Regions from separate parts of the Mus musculus genome. Here all the other regions are linked to region 3. Evidence: chromatin contacts called from public Hi-C and HiChIP or PLAC-seq data. All regions are on one chromosome and are shown on one strand. Each heading gives the region's core, a stretch centred on a gene start, on an enhancer-like site or on the middle of the called end of the contact. The rest is flanking DNA. Distances are from core to core; before and after follow the strand shown.

Region 1 (2,700 bases), core at 102-2,601, 170 kb before region 3:
AAGCTACTGCTTCAAAGGAGTGAAGTTGTGTAATGCCTGCAGCTAGTTATACAACAGCTGCACTTGAGACAGGAGCTCCACATTCACAAGACAGGCTTCAAAATGCCTGCAGCTAGCTATGCAACAGCTGCACTTGAGACAGAAGCTCCACATTCTCAGGAAATGTTTCCAATGGCTAAATATTTGTGTATTTGATTTTAAAAAGTCAACCCTGCTGAGGCAGAGGGAGCAGGAGTTCCAGGCCAGCTTGGGGTAAAGTATGAGACTTTGCCAAAGAATCAATCAATCAATCAATCAGTCAGTCAGTCATCATCATCCTCAGTAATAATAATTTATTATAATTTATTATTATTATTATTATTATTATTATTTCAGAATACTTGGTTTAAGTGATAAACATTAGCATTTGTTGGGAATTTTGTATTTTGATAGATGTCAATCTTACTTTCTCAAAATTCAGTAGTCTTTCCACAAATTAAAAAAAAAAAAATTAATGTGAAGAAACAGGAATGAGGGGGAAAAGGAAAATAAAGGAACACAATATAATGGAGCATAGACAGTTTGAAACACAAGAAACACAATTTTGCTTCCTTTCTGAAGAATTAAGTAGGAAACCCCATTATATTCTTTTTCTGTAACTTATCAAGAGCTCAAAACAGAAAGGATTTGGTCCTGAGTAGGTTCAGCGCCCCCCACCCCCACCCCACCCCAAGCCACCCCCTTACAATTCTATTTTAATTACAATGGATCTGCAAAACACAAGCTCCAAGCTTCCCAGGCAACTTCTGCCACTATGCACATTGCAAAGCTGTTGTCTGAGTTTCCTTCACTCAGGGACTTAAAGCAAACGTTTACTACAGCAATTTGATGTAATCCACCAGACTGTAACTTACCAGATCCCTGGGAAGAGTGGACTAGCAAGCTAAGTACAAAGCGAGAACGCTGTGGCTACAGCTCTGGCAGTTAGAAGGTGACTCGCTGCTCATTTCTCTTGCCTGAGAACTATTCGAGTATTGTATGCTCCGATAGAATAACTAATGTAACAACCTCATAGCTAATCCCGACTGCATTCTCCTGCTCTGCAGACCCACAGTGACGGGCTCACAGACGCCCTTCTGTTCTTAATCTTTTGTTCAAGGTTCAACTCTTTTGCCTTCCTGCCCTGTTTGAAACTCCTCTCTGCCCCTCCCATTGGTTCAAATACTATTGAATACTTACCCACTTCTACCTCCTGCGGGCTGCCTGTGGGACTAAGCATAGGTAGGGAAGCCTTTGTGACACACATCTCAGAGCTGAGGAGCTGAGTTTCCACTACAGGATTGAAACTTGAAAGCTGAGAGGCACAAATACGTGGGGAGGTTTCAGTATTTAGCTAATCCTGTAGCTCCTCCTTTCTGTACATACACACACGCTTGGTTGGCTCAGGGCCTAACAAAATCTCATTGGGAAACGCATTTCAAGGTCAGGAGCCACACTGGCGCCATCTGGAGACTGACTTTCCTGTTTGCTTCTGGTTTACTTTGTGTTTCGTTTCTCTTTCAGCACACTCTGATTTAGAAACATAATTCAAGCTGACCTTACTGAGGTCACAGGGATTTTCTTTTTTTTTTTTTTTTAATATTTTTTATTAGGTATTTTCCTCATTTACATTTCCAATGCTATTCCAAAAGTCCCCCATACCCTCCCCCCCCCACTCCCCTGCCCACCCATTCCCACTTTTGGCCCTGGCGTTCTCCTGTACTGGGGCATATAAAGTTTGCAAGTCCAATGGGCCTCTCTTTACAGTGATGGCCGACTAGGCCATCTTTTGATACATATGCAGCTAGAGTCAAGAGCTCTGGGGTACTGGTTAGTTCATAATGATGTTCCACCTATAGGGTTGCAGATCCCTTTAGCTCCCTGGGTACTTTCTCTAGCTCCTTCATTGGGGACTTTGTGCTCTGTCCAATGAATGACTGTGAGCATCTACTTCTGTATCTGCCAGGCACTGACAAAGGCCCTCAGGAGACAGCTATAGCAGGCTCTTGTTGGCATCTGCCTAGTGTCTGGGTTTGGTGGTTGTTTATGGAATGGATCCCCAAGTGGGGCAGTCTCTGGCAGTCTCTTCCTTCAGGCTCTGCTCCAAACTTTGTCTCTGTAACTCCTTCCATGGGTATTTTGTTCCCCCTTCTAAAAAGGATTCTGAGCTTCTGGGCTAATGTCCACTTACCAGTGAGTGCATATCATGTGTGTTCTTTCCTGATTGGGTTACCTTACTCAAGATGATATCCTCCAGATCCATCCATTTGTCTAAGAATTTCATGAATTCATTGTTTTTAACAGCTTTGAACCTCTTACCCTTTCTTATCACAGGCCTGCAACAGTTCTGGGAAACAGAGAACCCTGGGGAGATCAAAAAAACCAAACAGATTTTACTGCGTAATAAATATTTATATCCAATAGTCACATTCAACTATTTGAAACACTGGAGAGTTACCCATTTGGCCCATTAAAAAACTACTTTATTTCTTGAGCGGGGCATATCTATGCCACAGCATATGTGTAGGAGTCTGTCCTCTCCTGCTGCCCTGTTCTCCTGTGATCCAGGCCAGATGGTCAGGATTATGTGGCAAGAGCTTTTAAGCCCTGAGTCCATCTCCTTTGAAAAAATACAACTGTAACTTACTTATTAATTTGTCTTGGTTAAAGTTTTGAAAGAAA
Region 2 (2,700 bases), core at 31-2,530, 220 kb before region 3:
ATAGCAAGTTCACAATGACCTCTAAGTCATGCAGACACAGACACTAATGCAAGATGGGCAGAGAGGTGGGTACAAATAGACTTTGTGAGTGTCTCTCTGCAAATAGTTCTATTTCTATTTCTATTGCTCTTAGCGTGGCTATTTTCTTACAGAATCCCGTAGCTGCAGTGATTCTGGAAATGGAATTTTTGAGAAGCGGTGTCCAGGTGAGAATCTCTTTCAATAGTCTCTTGATGGTTCTCACGGCCCCAGTGTGATAGAAACTAGATAGAGGGATTGCTGCTTGATACATGATTTGAAAAGTTGGTTTGACTTGTTTAGCCACGGAATTTTTTACACCTCTGATGTTTTGACTGAGTCTATGTGTGCTTTAGCTGATGTGACTTGCATAATGATTTATCTCATCACTTCGCTAGAATTAAAGCCTGAAATGATAAGTAGTCTGGTTTTTTGTTTGCTTGTTTGTTTGTTTGCTTGTTTGTTTGCTTGCTTGTTTCTTTCTTTCTTTTGGCTTGTTTTTTTGTTTGTTTGTTTTGTTTTGTTTTTTTCTCTACATATCAACTGTGAATTGTCACAGTATAGTAGCATTTTCTCACAAAGCTCTTTAAAGCTTTGGGGACATAGAATGTCTATCTGTGAAAAATATCATATAAACTAAATGTTGTATATGCATGAAAGAAATTATTTAGGCATTGATTTACAATCATATAAGTTATGAGGTAGCTTTTCTATATCAATTCATTGTAATTAACTGTTAAATGAAATTCATCACTTTACATCACTAGTTTTCCTGACCCACTTTTCAATATAAAGTAGCTTATAAATGTTTGCAAAAGAAAGAGTATCTGGGAGGTAACAAATAAGAGATGTGTGTTAATGCACCTTATAATTATAAACTTAGTTTATCTTTGGCTTGAGTCATGACTATGGACGATACAAGCCAAGCAACAAGCAGAAGATACAAACAGGAGGTAGGAAAGGATGTCACACCTTGTCTTGATGTTCGGAAACATTTATTAATTTTATTTATTAATTTTATTTTTAATAAAAAAGTTTATTAATTAGAATTTATGTCCATTGGAGATGGAACTGTTTTCCTGAGGGATGGGATGTCTGTTAGATTTTTGATAGATTATTTCTTCTCTTTCTGTTTTAATTGGAGGCTTAACATACACATTTCACGGGATATGACTTGTGACAGGCACCCGTGTGCCGCCCCACCCCACCTCTCCCCGCCCTGCCAGGCTGGGGCTCCTGCCCTGTAGAACTCAGAGATGGAGCCGGCGCCACCTGACTAGGGAGGACTAGTTTAGATCTCCAGATTCGGTACAGTGGGAATACCTGAGGGAAGAGTTTCAGAGTTATTTGAGGAGCAGGGACGCCCACGGGTTCCAACCAATGCCCTCCTTACTTGTTTTGTGTTTCGTTTTAGTTATTAGCGATGCGGTTGGATGAGACTTTGTTGTTTCATATGAAAGAATTTGCTTTGAGGGAGCCGGGAGCAGCACTACAATCCGCAGGGTTGTTTATTTTAAATAGGGCTCTGCACGGTGTTATTTATGACACCGTGATGTTGACACTTCGAGTTCTTTTAAAGTTATATTTTTATTTGCATTCCTGTGTGAGGGAAGGGAGGGGGAGAGGATGGGAGGAGCTTCCTGTGTGCAAGCCTGCAGGTGCGCCAGTGCTCAGCAGAGGGCACTGAATGCTGCGGCACTCGGGTTAACAGATGGTAGTGAGCTGTCTGAACTACTTAAAATTTTCAGGTAAAAGGGCAGCAAGCATTCTTAAACTGCTGAGCGGCCCTCTAGGTGTTCTTTGCTGGGGCAGGGGAGTTAGCAGGGAGGAAGTGGAGAGAACTGGGAGAGTTGAGACCCTCCTTCTGAGCGTTAAGCTGCATGTAGATAATATCTGCAGGTGTGGCACAATTGAAAAGGCAGTGGCTTTCAGGCTAGTCACTGCACGGACTAGTAAGGCAGCTCTCTTGCTCCCAGCACCGTGCATCTGATTCTCCGTTCTCAGGGTGAGTAGCCCCTCCAGTTCTCAACATACACATGTTGGTAATTTCACTGTGTGTGTGTGTGTGTGTGTGTGTGTGTGTGTGTGTGTGTACATATAAAGGTTAGAGATCAACTTTTCGGTGTCAGTCAAATGTGAGGCCCAGGAATGTACCCAGGTCAGTAGCCCCGGCAAAGCCCAGTGAGTCATCTCAGATACCTTCGTTTCAGGACTTTTGCTTAGGTCTGTAATTGTCTATAGAGCAGATAATTCTTAGTATAAGAAGCAGTGGGGTTTTTACTGTGCATCTTGCCTCCCCCTCCCCCTTTTCTTACACTGGCACAGTTTTCAATTTGATATTGAGGAGGGCACCCATATTTTCCTTGAAGAACATATAGTATCACTTTTACAGGCCCAATGATTTGATAATCTTATGGATTTTCATGTCCCATACTGTTTTGGGAATACCTGTGCATTAGTGTGTCTCCTTGCCTGATTTGTTTGGTCTTCTCCTTCATTGGCTAAAAACTCTTCAAGCCCAACCCACCGCCAGCTGTGTACTAAGTGTAGCAAGGTCATACCTCCTAAAGGTTTCCCAACCTCCCCTAAACATCACCACCAACTGGGGACCAAGTGTTCATATACAGGAGCCTATGAGGGGCTTTTCTCATTCAAATCATCACAGTGCATCACTGGAGGAAA
Region 3 (2,700 bases), core at 25-2,524:
ACACACACATACACACACACACACACACACACACACACACACACACACACTATACAAAAATAGGCACACATTATGAACACATACTTATATTTTTCAAATGATACAAAAAATTGAATAAAATGACACATGTGTAGCTAAATTTGCATAAATATGCTTAATATTACCAGGCTTTGGAAGAAAAACAAGAAAACAGTTTAGAATTTTGTAAAAATGAGACCCCCTTTATCACATGCCCTTGTCTTCCTAGTCTTTGTGGATATGTGGATATCCACAAAATGAATGTGACAATACCTGTGTTTATATTTAAAATCTGTGAGTGTTTCCAGTAGGTTTATGAATTAACTCATATCTTATAACAACTCAAATGGCCCCAAAATGAGTTCTGAAGGAAATGATTGGAAAAGAAAAACTGGGCTGTATGCTTGGAGCTCCCCATTTCTTATTCTGGCTAAATAGTCCTCAGCCTGCTGTTCTCAAAAATCCTGGAACTTTCTGGACAGTATAAGTATCCCTTAAAGCATTTTGCAGAAAAAGCAGTTTCTCTTGGGGCTGCAAGATGGCTCGCGGGGTAAAGGTGCTTGCTGTTCAAGCCCAGTGATCTGAGTTCAAACCCTAGAACATGCTGAAAGCAACAAGAGCAGCAAACTACACACAGCTGTCCTCTGACCTCTAAATAGCCACACAACACCAGCATCACCACTAAAACTTAGAACAACAACAAAACCCACCTAGTTTGCAGTTTATTTGGAGAATCTGACCACAGAGCAGTGGTTTTCTGCTGAGAAATTCTAACTGCCACTCACTTGCTCTCTTTAGGGAACTGAAAATATGTGTCTTGTTCTCTTACATGAACAGCTTGAAGCGTTCCATCCTTGACCAAGGGGCCCTACAGGATTATCTGAGGGTTTTTTTTTTAGTTTTATAGATATCTTAGATACAGTAGTTAAAACTTAAAACATAATTTTAGCCATCACAGTAGCATTCCATCACAATGAACGCAACAGAGTCAACAGAGTAACTGATATCAGAGGCCTCCAGGCACCTTCACATCTATAGAGACCTGCCCAGACAGGCTAAAGAGCAGGAGTTTCTGCTTCTCTGTGAGACCATGGTGACGCTGCTCTCTGCCTTTCTAGTTTGTTTCAAATTGCATTAAATAAATACCTGTTTCTCCATTTTCTAGGTGGTCTGTGGTAGTGACCTCTGTATTCAGCAATCTCTCGTGAGCCACTTCGTCCTGTGAGGCTGTCATCTCTGAGCTGAGTCTCTACTGCAAATGAAACCAGGGAGGAAGAATTAACAATCCCAACCATCCTGTGGCTTGTTTACTCATACTTTCCAGCAGAATACCCACAGCACATGAAGGTTTTCAGGTTTTGTTCACCCACTCACACAACACACGGAGGATTTGGGGGGCTATTTTTGTGTGTTTTGTTGTTGTTTTGTTTTGAAAAACAGGATCGAAAACTAGGAGAGGGGATTGAGACACTGAATGTAGTATACTGCAAATAAAATAATCAGAATTGCTAAAGGCTGTATTATTTGACAAAGCAAACAGCTTTTAATTTTAAAGCAAGTGTTTATTTCAGAATTGGATTTCACTGTGTAGTTGTGGCTGGCCTCAGGCTCACTTGATAAGTAAATCTCAGAAGAGTACAACACTCATTCCACAGCGTGTGATCAGTATTTATTGCCAAGGCAGAGAGTAAATGGTTAGAACTGTTTACAAGATCTTGATGCAGGAGAGTCTTGGTATAAGCATTACAATGTCATGTCTGGATTGAAACAAGATATGAGGTCAGAGAAATCAGCGTTTTAATAACCCCAGGATAAACTTTCCACAACATACAAAACATTATTCCTATACAAACTGTCTGGGAGCCAAAACTGTTCTCTATAGTGGCCCTCCTGAGGGTGAATGAAAGGAAGACATGACTGTTCAAGGCATGGTTGAAGGAGAGGTTTCTATTCTAGATGTGGGGGAAAGTACAGCCAGAGGAATCTGGAAGGGTCCAGAGTAGGAAGAGAAAGTAGACTGAACCAGGCTATGAGATGAGAGAAGGAGAGATTGCATGAGAGAAGCAGGAAAAAAATAAGACCCTGAGGAACTGGTAAGCTGCCTCCCCCACTGGTCAAAGTAAATGTCCCCCATGGTTCCAGCTCTCAAGCTTGTCTCTTGCTCCACAGACTAGCCTGTTCCCACAGCTTGTCTGCCAGCTCAGCTTGTGTCACAGGCCTGAACCCGCCTGAAAAAACTCACTTTCTGTCACCATGACCTTATGCCACTGCTGCCAGCTTTCTTATTCCCTTACATTCTGGTCCTCTACACCAATCTAAGCCAAGTGTTTCTCTAATGCAGAGCCAAATGTTTCTCTGCTAATGCAAAGTGTGTTTTCTATACTAACAACCTGTCAAAGTTACTTAATGATTAAGATGTTCATTCCTATCCTGCCTTGTAAGTGATTTTTGCTACTGCCATTAAATTATGGTGTGCTCTATTCAGATATGACCAATCTATTTAGCCCTCGATCTTGTCAGAAGTCTGCTAATTGTTAATATACTTAAAGTTTAAGACAGACAGAATCTCTAAAAGCCTAACAGATGACACTGCAAGGTCTCAAGAGATTTGGACACAGCTACAAGAGACTGCCTAGTATGTGGTATGAAAACTACTGAGAAACACTGAGGACAGACTAGAGA

What was found. A called contact is a pair of places that touch in the nucleus more often than the background predicts. HiChIP or PLAC-seq counts read pairs in DNA pulled down with a chosen protein or histone mark.
Region 1: a contact with region 3 is called in a Hi-C map of liver, with 10 times the contacts expected there. The contact joins the promoter of Clec2d here to the promoter of Clec2f in region 3. A contact is called at or near these places in 8 of 39 promoter capture datasets (the C10 cell line, HPC-7-derived erythroid cells, cranial neural crest and 3 more), 14 of 484 Hi-C or Micro-C datasets (LSK cells, brain, cardiomyocytes and 6 more), 9 of 115 datasets of contacts at active chromatin or transcription factors (the 230-238 cell line, embryonic basal ganglia, embryonic stem cells and 3 more) and 3 of 9 other capture datasets (adipose tissue, embryonic tail and macrophages).
Region 2: a contact with region 3 is called in an H3K4me3 HiChIP or PLAC-seq map of the 230-238 cell line, with 19 read pairs. The contact joins the promoter of 2310001H17Rik here to the promoter of Clec2f in region 3. A contact is called at or near these places in 1 of 39 promoter capture datasets (embryonic stem cells), 3 of 15 datasets of contacts at CTCF or cohesin (the NIH/3T3 cell line, large pre-B cells and pro-B cells), 2 of 484 Hi-C or Micro-C datasets (bone marrow-derived macrophages and embryonic stem cells), 7 of 115 datasets of contacts at active chromatin or transcription factors (the 230-238 cell line, acute myeloid leukemia, bone marrow-derived dendritic cells and 3 more) and 4 of 9 other capture datasets (adipose tissue, embryonic stem cells, liver and 1 more).

What each region holds. Positions count from the first base shown.
Region 1 is chr6:129,179,266-129,181,965 of GRCm38.p6, reverse strand. It overlaps Clec2d (C-type lectin domain family 2, member d), which reads right to left and starts at 1,351. Exons shown (of 5, transcript NM_053109.3): 1 at 1,219-1,351. The coding sequence starts at 1,285.
Region 2 is chr6:129,237,062-129,239,761 of GRCm38.p6, reverse strand. It overlaps 2310001H17Rik (RIKEN cDNA 2310001H17 gene), which reads left to right and starts at 1,280. Exons shown (of 4, transcript NR_040268.1): 1 at 1,280-1,326; 2 at 1,918-2,023.
Region 3 is chr6:129,012,686-129,015,385 of GRCm38.p6, reverse strand. Clec2f (C-type lectin domain family 2, member f) reads right to left here and starts at 1,274. Exons shown (of 5, transcript NM_001277202.1): 1 at 1,165-1,274. The coding sequence starts at 1,252.